Regions from separate parts of the Gasterosteus aculeatus genome. Here region 1 is linked to region 2. A link is a contact called in public Hi-C data. All regions are on one chromosome and are shown on one strand. Each heading gives the region's core, a stretch centred on a gene start, on an enhancer-like site or on the middle of the called end of the contact. The rest is flanking DNA. Distances are from core to core; before and after follow the strand shown. Region 1 overlaps ulk4 (unc-51 like kinase 4). Region 2 has its middle 9.6 kb from the start of LOC120810778.

Region 1 (5,575 bases), core at 1,699-4,198, 110 kb after region 2:
AGTTATTCTTTCCTTTTATTTCTGCCCAAGAATCGTAGTGTATCGTAATGCGGGGCCTTCACTGAGCATGGAACACTGGAATCCTGAGTGCGTCTGAACAATATTGCAGATAAACTTAAGAGAACTTTTTTATAGTTGACCTTATTTGAAGTGTTTTGTCCTATCTAGCCAAAAGTATGTGAATGGTACATGTGTGCTGAAAAAGAAACTTGTTTTTCTGCCTCGTACTCACATTATTGCTCCCTGTTCTTCTCCCTCACTCCTTTACTGAGCTATAGCCGCTAATAAGATAAAGTGCATTGCTGAGATTCTGGGGCTGGTTTGAAACTGGTGTCGCAGCTGCTCTCAGGCAAAGTATTGAAAGGCACCGCTGTGCAATGAGCGGAGTGGAAAAGCAAGCATAAACACACACACACACACACACACACACACAAATCTACATATTCCCTCCTAGAACACATCATCATTTATTCAGTATCAACACTCCCTCAATCACAAGCACAAGCAAATCCACGTAAGGAAACACACACTTAACTTAATTAAGAGGCAGTAACTGTATCCATAAAGTTGGATTGAGGTTAAAAATACATCCAATACAACACCAAGAAGTCTGGCAAAGATGAGCAGTAAAAGTATATCTCCACTTGGGACAGATGTGTAGAGAATGAACAGGTTGGTTCATTATTAGTGTTCAAATAATAATGCTGTATTTTCTGTTTGACCGTATCTATACTACAGTGAAGGTTTTGGATGGTCTTCATCAAAATCTATTAGTTACAGATGTGCACACAACTCAGTGGTTGTCATATACCCCTTGCAATATTCACAAATGCCACACTAGTGTCTTCCTTTACCCAATGCTCTGAGGGTGTGTTCCCTGAGACTGTTGTTGACTTTAAGACTCTATATCCCATGAAACACCTGGCACAGTGGACACTTTACTGGCCACAGAAAACTTTGTTGGAGAAAAGTGAATGGGAAAATGATGTTTAGTTGGTTTTGAAAGCGTTGACTCAGAACATTTTATTCTCCTTTAATCTATGTGAGGAGAGAGAGTGAGGGACAAAGACGATATGAGTCAGACAGAAAGAGAAGAGTGAGACAGAAAGAGTCAGAGGTGTGCGTGCGTCTGTGTTTGGGAGCGAGGGTGGGGGGGTTTCGAAGCATATAGCAGTTACCATGGTAACTAAGCCCAGCCCTGACACTCCAATCAGTAGGACTGCAGCAGGAGAACCCCTGCTGAGACAACACACACACACACACACACACACACACACACACACACACACACACACACACACACACACACACACACACGGAAATAAAAGTATGTGCTGTTGTATTGGTCATCTGACAGAATACACACTAAAACAGAGGCTGCCAATACACACACACACACACACACACACAAATAGGAAAACCTTTGCAGTCTATAGATGCACACAGTCAGAAACAACAACTGACTGACACACGCACACACAAATGAACAGCTTTATTCTTTTCTTAACAATTTGTCATCCTAGGTTAGCTGCAGGGAGCCACGGACAGTAGCGGAAAAAATGTTCCGCTATTTGTCTTTAACAACAAGCGCATCGGAGAAAAACCCTGCTATGCCATGGTCGGCCATTTTGTAAATTACTGCGACGACTCAGTAGCAGAAGTGTTGAAACAAGTAAAGACGGGAAATAAAAAGACAAATCAAGAAAGAGTGTGGATGTGGGACCAGAAAAAGCATAGCCGGAATGGATCAATAGGAATAGATGGCATCGAGCAGACGAGGCAAGAAAGAAAGTAGAGGGACACGAATAGGTGTTTAATTCTGTTATGGATGAAAATATCAAATAAGGGGGAGGCTCCACATCTCACCAGCAAACAGAAGTGCTTTTATATCAGGGGGTTAGGGTTAGTAACACCGCTTGGTTTAAACATGCGTAGGGGCACTCAGTAAAGTATTTGAATTGTATGTTTGTTACTGTATAGGAAAATACTTTCATTTGCCAAATTATTAGGTACACCTACATCAAACTAATGCAGTCAAACTATTATTCAAGTGAATGTAATTAACTAAAACCAAATATCACAAATTTGCCTCAAGGGGGCTCATGGTGTAGTGTGATAAGGTTTCTCAACTCCACCACCAAAGGGTGTTTAGGGGACTTTTTTTCTACAAATTGTGGATTGTGGAAGAAAGGAGGGTGTTATATGCTGTAAAGATTGTCATGTTCGTTGGAGCGAATTTGTGATTTATTATACTGGGTTGTATGAATAAAATTGCCCTGACAATTGTTTTTTTTGGCAAGGTATACCAAATAAACAATATAGATTTGTAGAAGAGTTTCACTTGTATCATTACAATAACTATGAATGTTATTGATGCCTCAATAGTGAGCAGTTACACTAGCATTACAAACACCTCCAGTTGTCAAATTAGCAATAACATAAATCAATTAGTTTATGATCCTTTACACTACAATGTTCTTCAAATATTTTGTATGAATTAGCGTGTGTGTGTGTGTGTGTGTGAGGGAGCGATGGAGAAACAGTCATAAGGTTTTTAGTGTCTCAGGATCTAATAAAAGTTGTGTTGTCTTGTAGAGTTTGAATGCCCCCTGCTGGTACACACTAGTACTATAACGTTAGTGTAGACAAATCATGTTGGTCTTTCCATCTTCTTCTTGTGTTAGGAGAGATTCTCCCACATGTTGGACTGGAAGTTTAAATTATGGGGGATATGCCCCTAAAAAGAACATAAGCAGCAGGACAAGTCAAAAAAAACCTTTTTATGAAATTAATCAAAATGCATTGAAGTGTTCAACAACATTAAACACTTATTGTAAATAAAGAAACATCTATGCATGGTGCATCATGCAGTTTTGCATTTTGCTGCGTAAATGTTTTCTGTACTCGTGCATTATTGTGCAGTAATACATTCTGTACCTCTGCTGGTATGTACTGTCACCTGAGGGTGTGAACCGGTACTGCACGTGGGCTTCTGTAGCTGGATAGAATATACTATCTCTCCTCATTCTAACTATCATCCATTTACACAGGAGGTTGCATTGGTTAAAATATAGAAAGTAAAATTGTATCTGTGTGTGGGTGTGTGTTTGTGTTACACACCTCAGAAACAGGACTGTCCTCTTTCAAATCAGTACAATGCACAGCCAGCAGACCAATTGTTCTGAGAACCTTGCTCCGTCTGGAAAATGTTTTTTGTTTTTTGTTAGAAAATTAATAATAGAAAATGAATTCATAAAACGGGATTTTCTGTTGATGCCATCACAGGACTATCTAAAATGATTTTTAATCCCTGTCATGAAATGTACTTACACATCCCAGTTCGAAGATTGTCGTAATTGCTGGGTCAATACTGGAAGCTGGAAGAATGAAGGTGGGTGGAGATTAGAGAGAGATCCAGAAATAAAGAAAAAAAATCCAACAATAAGAACCCAGTCACTAAGAAGACATGTTATATATTATAGCATTTGAATATTTTATAAAAGCTTGAGTTAAACATTTTTAGAGTTCTAAAATATTGTGAAAGTAGTCGAGCTCACAAAATCTTTTTAGAGTTAATCAGGTGTTTTATCAGAGATAAATTCCTAGTAATTTTGTGTCTTAGCCTTAAATAATTGTGTAGCAAATAGGCATGCATCAATGTTTCAACATGGATCTGATCTAAATACATGTTGTCCTACCAGTGGTGAGTTCATCAGCCTGTTAGCAATAACTTTATGGCCAACTACACAGCAGAGGTAACACAGCAGGTTGAGCCTGGAGCGATTGGTTGTGGAGTGAGGAGGAGGAGGTGGAGGAAGGGGAGGAGGAGCAGTAGATGCACTCTGTTCAAGGGATGAACAAAGCTGGTAGAGGAAGACCGTCCACTCTTCATCACTGAGGGACTGCAGCTTCTCAACTGGAGAAAGGGAGCGAAGAAAAGCGCTTTTGGGAAAATTACCAAATACTGGGTACTTTATATAGAACAAAATATCATTTGACCCAAAAAACAAATGAAGATCAGTACCTGAATATGCTGGTACACAAAGGGTTTTGGTATCAAAACGCACTGGAGGACTCTTAAGAATCTGATAAGACAGAACAGCACAGAGTGACCCATTGAGTGATTTTCACAGCACAATTCCCATCCATCCACAATTTGACTGTGAGAAGAGGTTATAAGGAGGGGCTCCTCCTCCCAATGAAGCAACTGCAGATGATTAAAAGGTCAGATTGCATTTTACACCCTTTAGCCTTAAAGGGCTTGTGTCCAATAATAATGTATCGCTATACCTTGGGGTTGTCCATGATTTGGGTGACAGTCAGATCAGAGTCAGTGTGGAGAAGAGCTTTCAAAGAGGACGTGAAGTCAGTACCAGTCGCAGCCTAGGAAGAGGTTGTAGAAAAAAGAGGAGAGTCAACCTCAACAGGAGAGAACTATTCACCAAGCTCACCAGCAAATGGATGAAGAGGTTTGACCTAAAAGTTAATATATTCCAGTCTTCAGAAGAAAAACCAACAAAAATAAACATCAATAATGTGATTCGGTTGAGACATAGTGACAAAACACTCTGGCTTTTTACAAATTCTTGCAAATGAGTATATGGTGGCAGTAACCTGAGGTGCATGGGTCTGGTTTGGAGAGTCTGAGATACTGCAGCTTCTCCTTGAGGTGGTTCGAGAGCCAGCACAGGACAAACAACAGGAAACAGGAAAATAGTTGCATGAGGCTGATCTCTACATCAATTGGTAGAGCATAGTATTATAACAATAGATATGCGAGTAGCATATTTTAAAATGATGCTTCAACAAAGGGTGGTATGGTCGTTGGCACAGTCGTCTATGTCTCTATGTTAGCCCTGCCATTGACTGGTCGCCAGTCCAGTGACGCCAGATGCTAACTGGGATTGACTCCAGCCCCCCGTCGACCTCCTTGGTACAATCAATCTGCTGTACTTTCCTGATGCGTGTGTTTAATACCAGAGTGTGTGCGGATGGAGGATAAATAATAATTTGTGTAAGACTTTTGAAATTTACATACTTTAAGAATGGAGAAATTAACAAGGAAATCAATTAACCGACTGTGTAATATGGATTGACAGCACTGTGATAACTGGTTAGGGTGTGACTGGGGCAAAACAGGTGCACAGGACAGCAAATAGAAAGAAACTGAATACCTGATCAGAAAAATGGATTCGCTATTGTCCTCATCCACACCACTCTTTGGCTTGAGCTCTGATACATTATCTGGAGGAAGAAGCACAAAAGATACAAAATCAGATTGTACAGGGTACAATATGTCTGTGTGACACATCACATTTGCCCTGTAAAGGCCACACAGGCAGAAGATATAGATTGCGTTTTAATCAGAAAAGAGATTAGCACAATAGCAATTACAGCCGACTGGGAAATGTCTAATGTTTGCAGATGAGAGGAAGAAAATGGGCAGACAAAAATGCGACAACCAGATTACTGAAGACGTCTTCAAACAACTGCAATTGTAAGAATGTCTTACCAAGCATTAACGACTTATTGGGCGGCAGTGTGTGGCACATCTGCTTGGCCCCAGTTATCTTGG
Region 2 (5,082 bases), core at 1,725-4,224:
CTGGTAGGAGTGCATACTATTAATTCACTCCTACAATCATGCTGTATACATGTTTTCCTTTGATATTAGCATTTAATAATCTATTGAAAAACATTTTATGGATAAAGGTTTCAGATTAGTTGATTTGTCACGTTCTGTTAAATCCCACACTAATCAACATATTTATCACATTTGTGCTGAAGTCCTATGATAACATCAGCATTGCTGTAGCATACACACAGAAATATTGAAATAATACCCAAAACAATAAAGACCTTATAGTTGCTGGTCATTGACGTGGTCCAATTGCCGGATATGTTCCTTCAATTATCATGAAAGGGAAATACGTGTGCAGATTTCTCATGTTCTTGTTATGAAACACAATATGAAAACCTCTTTTTTTACATCCGAGTGGCATCACTGCTAGTTGGTCGGTAGTTTGGCCATGCCATCCTAACCTTACTAGTTAAGAGAGACAGAGGGAGGGGGAGAGGGAGGGAGGGAGGGAGGGAGGGAGAGAGGGGGCGAGCAAAGAGAGAGCGAGAGAGAGCGATGGATGTATCAAACAGCAGCCCCCTGCTGAGCGGGGAATGGAAAAGCTGCTGGCACCAACATGAATATTTCAGCAGATAGCTGCAGCTCTCTGAACCACTCTCTGTCTGTCTGTCTGTCTCCCTCTCTGTCTGTCTGTCTCTCTCTGTATCTGTCTGTCTGTCTCTCTCTCTCTCTCTCTCTCTCTGTCTGTCTCCCTCTCTGTCTGTCTGTCTCTCTCTGTATCTGTCTGTCTGTCTCTCTCTCTCTCTCTCTCTGTCTGTCTGTCTGTCTGTCTGTCTGTCTGTCTGTCTGTCTGTCTGTCTGTCTGTCTGTCTTTCTGTCTCTCTCTGTATCTGTCTGTCTGTCTCTCTCTCTCTCTCTCTCTCTCTCTCTGTCTGTCTGTCTCTCTCTGTATCTGTCTGTCTGTCTCTCTCTCTCTCTCTCTCTCTCTCTGTCTGTCTGTCTGTCTGTCTGTCTGTCTGTCTGTCTGTCTGTCTGTCTTTCTGTCTCTCTCTTTCTGTCTGTCTCTCTTGTCTCTCTTCACCTTTTGCGTATTTCCACTTCCCTCCCTCTTAACACCCCCCACCCCCCCGGGTCCTCTCCTTTACTCTCTTGTGGAGTGGACGGTGATAATGAAGAGAGTGATGGAGGTGGAGAAAGAGAGAGAGGGCGGGTGGGGGTGTGGGTGGGGGTGGGGGGGGACCTGCTGAATTCTGGGTAGCCAAATCAGAAAATGTTTTGTGAATATAAATGTGGGAGAGCAGCAGCAGAGTCTTGCCTCTACTTGGCGGCTTCCCCCCTGCTAGACGCTTGTGACGGCGTGGCCTTGGGTAGTTAGACAACAACAACACAACGAAAGGAAGAAAACAAATATCGGCAGGCGAGGATTTCCTCTGGAGACCTAAATAGATTTAAACTGATATTTTCTTTTTAATAATTGAACAACTCTTTGCCTTATCTGTTCTTGAGTTTTGGCAAAGTGTGTGTGTAACAGTCTGTAGAGCTGCGTTATGTTCTGTAGTACGCAGAAATGATAAAGACTGATAGATCTGCTCTAAATATGTCTAGAAAGTGTATGTTTTAAGTCAACTCAAAGTGCCTTGAGATTGGGAAATTAGTTTCAATAATATTTGGACTTAATCTGTGTAGACGTGTCCAGCTTGTATTTTTGGCACCCTACCCAAAATAAACAAAGCCCTTGGGTTGCCGAGAGTCATTTTTTCATTAGGGACTTTGGTGTGGTTGAAATTATTTGAATTTACAATCTGCATCAGTTTCGTTTCGGTCTCAAGTTGATTAAAATGTGACAGCCACGATGCCTTGAAGCCTTAAAGTGGAACACCACTTTAGGCCATAGTGGTTTATCATAATGGATCTATTCCCTCGCTCGGCCTGTGTTGTTACGTCAGCCTATTGTATGAGCTTATTCAGTCAGTTTCTGTCGGGCCTGTAACAGGAGCATTGCTAATAGTGCTCATGGTGCCAACATGAGGAGTCAGCCAAATAGCCTCCAACCCAGATGTAATGGATAACATTCACTGTAACAATCTTTAATTCTGTGCATTTGGCTTTCTGACAAAACCTGTTGATTGTTTATTATCTTTTATTATGTTTTCCAGTTTTTGTGTAAATGTATTTCAGTGAGCACGCTCTATCTGTCTCTCTTTTTTCTATCTGCCTATTTTCCACATACATGCAGTTCAAATGACTTATGGTGAGATTGTAGCAGCAAAGCAGTCTTTCTGTCACTCCGCTGAATCTTGCCAGTTTTAATGAATATGGTTCAGACTGTTCCCAGCGAGGTTCTCTGATTCATAGTTAATAACATGTTGAGTTTGCATCATGCGAAATGAAAAAAAAGCCCACATCGCTTCTCACATTAATACTGAACGAAACACTCACAGAAATCTGCAGATATGCTGCAGAACTCACGCTCTGTTTGAATAATAATTTACTTCTTTATACAAAATAATACAGGAATAAGAAAAAAATCACAGAAAAGTAATGATTTGTTAAATCGAAAGGGGGGGAATCGGGAGTAAACTGATCAACATATGGCTTCGAAAGTATCAGGATCAGGATCAGACATACAAGGAATTCGACTTGCCGGTTGGTGCGTAACAGCAGACGGTACAACAATGGACGACAAGACAACAGTGCATGAGGAATAAAATAAAATGTAATGCTATGGGTTAGTAGTCTGTGGGTTATACTACTATTATAAAGTCTTTAATTGTTAATATCCTTATTCTTGGGCTGGACACAGCGCTGTCTGCACTTGAAAGTTTGTTCATTTGAGCCACCAGGCGGTCTGAAGTCCGTTTGCCAGAGTGTGCGTGTGCCTCGTGTGCTGTGTGGGGCCGGATGGTTAGTTTTCCATCTGCAGATATGCCGACATCATAGAGGCCCAAGTGCTTGCCCCTGGCCAAGATATGGACCAATGGTGACCCCTGATAACACTGCTGCTAAAATGAGTGTGTGTGTTGTGTGTGTGTGTGTGTGTGTGTGTGTGTGCTGTGTGTAGTATAACAGATAAGAGCGAAAGTGTGCGTCTATGGCCGGGAAGTGTGTTCATATGTGTCTGTTTCTGTGCGTGTGTGTTCACAGTCTGCTTAGTGTTTCATGGTGGTAAATCTTTCGCTCTGTCTCATCTCACACACCGCTGGACAGCAGAGTCTGTACTGCCCTGATAACACACACATAGTCGCACACATTGCATACACGCACAGACTCACAAGAAGACACACACGTGAAACGAGGCCACGTTGTGACTCCCTGTAACATCTTGACTTTACACAGCACTAAATACTGCAGCCTGTGGAGTATCAGCAGGTATATTTGCCTGTTTGTCTTACTGCCCTACCTTCCTATTCCCAAGTGCCAAGTTCACAAAAAGAGTAAATAAATATGACAGAAAAAACATTTTAGGCAAAAGAAATGTCTTTACTTCCCCCAAAACGATAAAAACAAAGATACTATAATCTAGATCCTGGTTTTGAAGAGCCCTAAAAGTGATTAGTAATATTTTTAAATCAGTAGTGATGCTGCGCATGGAGCAGTATGAACTCTTTTGCTTGCAGCCACATCTTGTTATGGCTGGAGCCCCTGGGCATACATTAGTCTAAGGTCAGACATTTTATAAAGTAAAAAACAGCAATGAGCATGCATGCCGATGTCAAAATGTAGGCTGCAAAAAAGAACCCTTTCAGCAGTACAAGCACAAACATATGGCCTGATTGTTCCGAGTAAAGAAAATACAGAATGGTTGCCTGTCCCAGGATCCGATGTGTACTTTGTGTTTTACTATAACAAGTAAAGAAAGGAAGCTAAAGGGAAACAGATGAGCGCAGAGGAGAGATGGGAGAACCGATAGCAGAGGAGGTGCAGATGAAGGTGGAGATGGAGGTGGAGATGGAGGGGCAGAGAGCCCGGCGGCAGCAGCGCATGAGAGAGGGACAGATAGGTGAGCAGAGTGAGAGCAATCGAATCTTTCCAGCACAGAGGTTATAAGCTATTGAAGTCACGTAGAGCGGTGTGTGTGTGTGTGTGTGTGAGAGAGAGACAGTGTGCTATATGTATAATCTAGGGTTAATACTGCCGGCTCTTAATGGTAATTCTGGCCTGTCACTCTTCTAAAGGCCATCGCTGTGGGCCATCGGCCCGCCGCACGCAACCACTGGCACCCTGCAAATGTCACCATTATCACAATGTGCGTTTGTCTGAGTGTGTTCTTTCCTGTTTTCCTCCCAATCAGTTTCTTCACCACGTGTCCGTCCGTCTCTCCGCTCGCCCACTGGCACGCCCCCTCCCCGTCTCTCACTGCGTCGACTAGTCAGCCCCTAAATATTTACGTGCTCTGAAGCCCCGTCGATCGATCTCCGTCCGTCTCCGTATCAGACTGACGGAGATCAGTTACTTTCCCGGCTCCCCATTTAATTGGCTGTCTATTTTCTAGCCGCTGTTCATTAATCACGATGTTTGTGTTTCCAACAAACATGGCTCCACTTTTAACGTTTCTTTTCAGTATACGACAGCCAACATTGTCTCTCATCTGTAGAAAGTGTTTTTCCACCACGGGGCCGAGCTAAATCATCGATAATGCATAGAAGCATGCTTGACAAGAGAGAATTCAGTTGGTCTCTCTGGAAAAACATTGTTGTTTTAGTATTTTTTTGAAGCATGTGGTTTCTTTGTCAAATGTACGGTAGAGAGTTCTTTAAATTCTCTTTTTTACAACTTGAGATGTATATAGTTACTTTTTTTGAAGGCGTCTGACACCAAGTAGATATGTTGACATAGCAGACATCACTCTGGAGGTTTTATTCCCATGAGCCCACTCGGTTTTATCCTATTTATTATTCATCGTAGAATATTGCCATTTGTCATGAACCTTCAACATACAAATAAAACATTTAACAGAGTCTGAATGGATCCCACTTGTATTTGGTGGTTCAAGGTCTGTAGGTTATTTTTGAAAAATAAGTAATTGTCTACCTCACTGGGGTGAAACACAATATTCAATTTGAAGTTCCTGTAGGAGAACACACTCCAGCTTAAGCGCTATGAGAT

The links. Hi-C and Micro-C count contacts between places; a contact is called where the count stands out from the background.
Region 1: a contact with region 2 is called in a Hi-C map of liver, with 10 times the contacts expected there. The contact joins two enhancer-like sites. A contact is called at or near these places in 5 of 6 Hi-C or Micro-C datasets (liver, skeletal muscle, tail fin and 1 more).

Annotation. Positions count from the first base shown.
Region 1 is chr20:14,806,748-14,812,322 of fGasAcu3.hap1.1, forward strand. It overlaps ulk4 (unc-51 like kinase 4), which reads right to left. Exons shown (of 37, transcript XM_040165884.2): 10 at 5,513-5,575; 11 at 5,175-5,244; 12 at 4,615-4,663; 13 at 4,291-4,383; 14 at 4,025-4,085; 15 at 3,699-3,916; 16 at 3,331-3,377; 17 at 3,121-3,199. Among protein-coding and RNA genes, the nearest start is that of ulk4, 7.5 kb to the right of the region's middle. Within about 2 kb of position 2,949, at least 7 of the 9 cell types and tissues checked have open chromatin away from gene starts, as enhancers often do. A contact at or near this core is called in liver, where this site is marked.
Region 2 is chr20:14,698,432-14,703,513 of fGasAcu3.hap1.1, forward strand. No RefSeq gene overlaps it. Among protein-coding and RNA genes, the nearest start is that of LOC120810778, 9.6 kb to the left of the region's middle. Within about 2 kb of position 2,975, at least 3 of the 9 cell types and tissues checked have open chromatin away from gene starts, as enhancers often do. A contact at or near this core is called in liver, where this site is marked.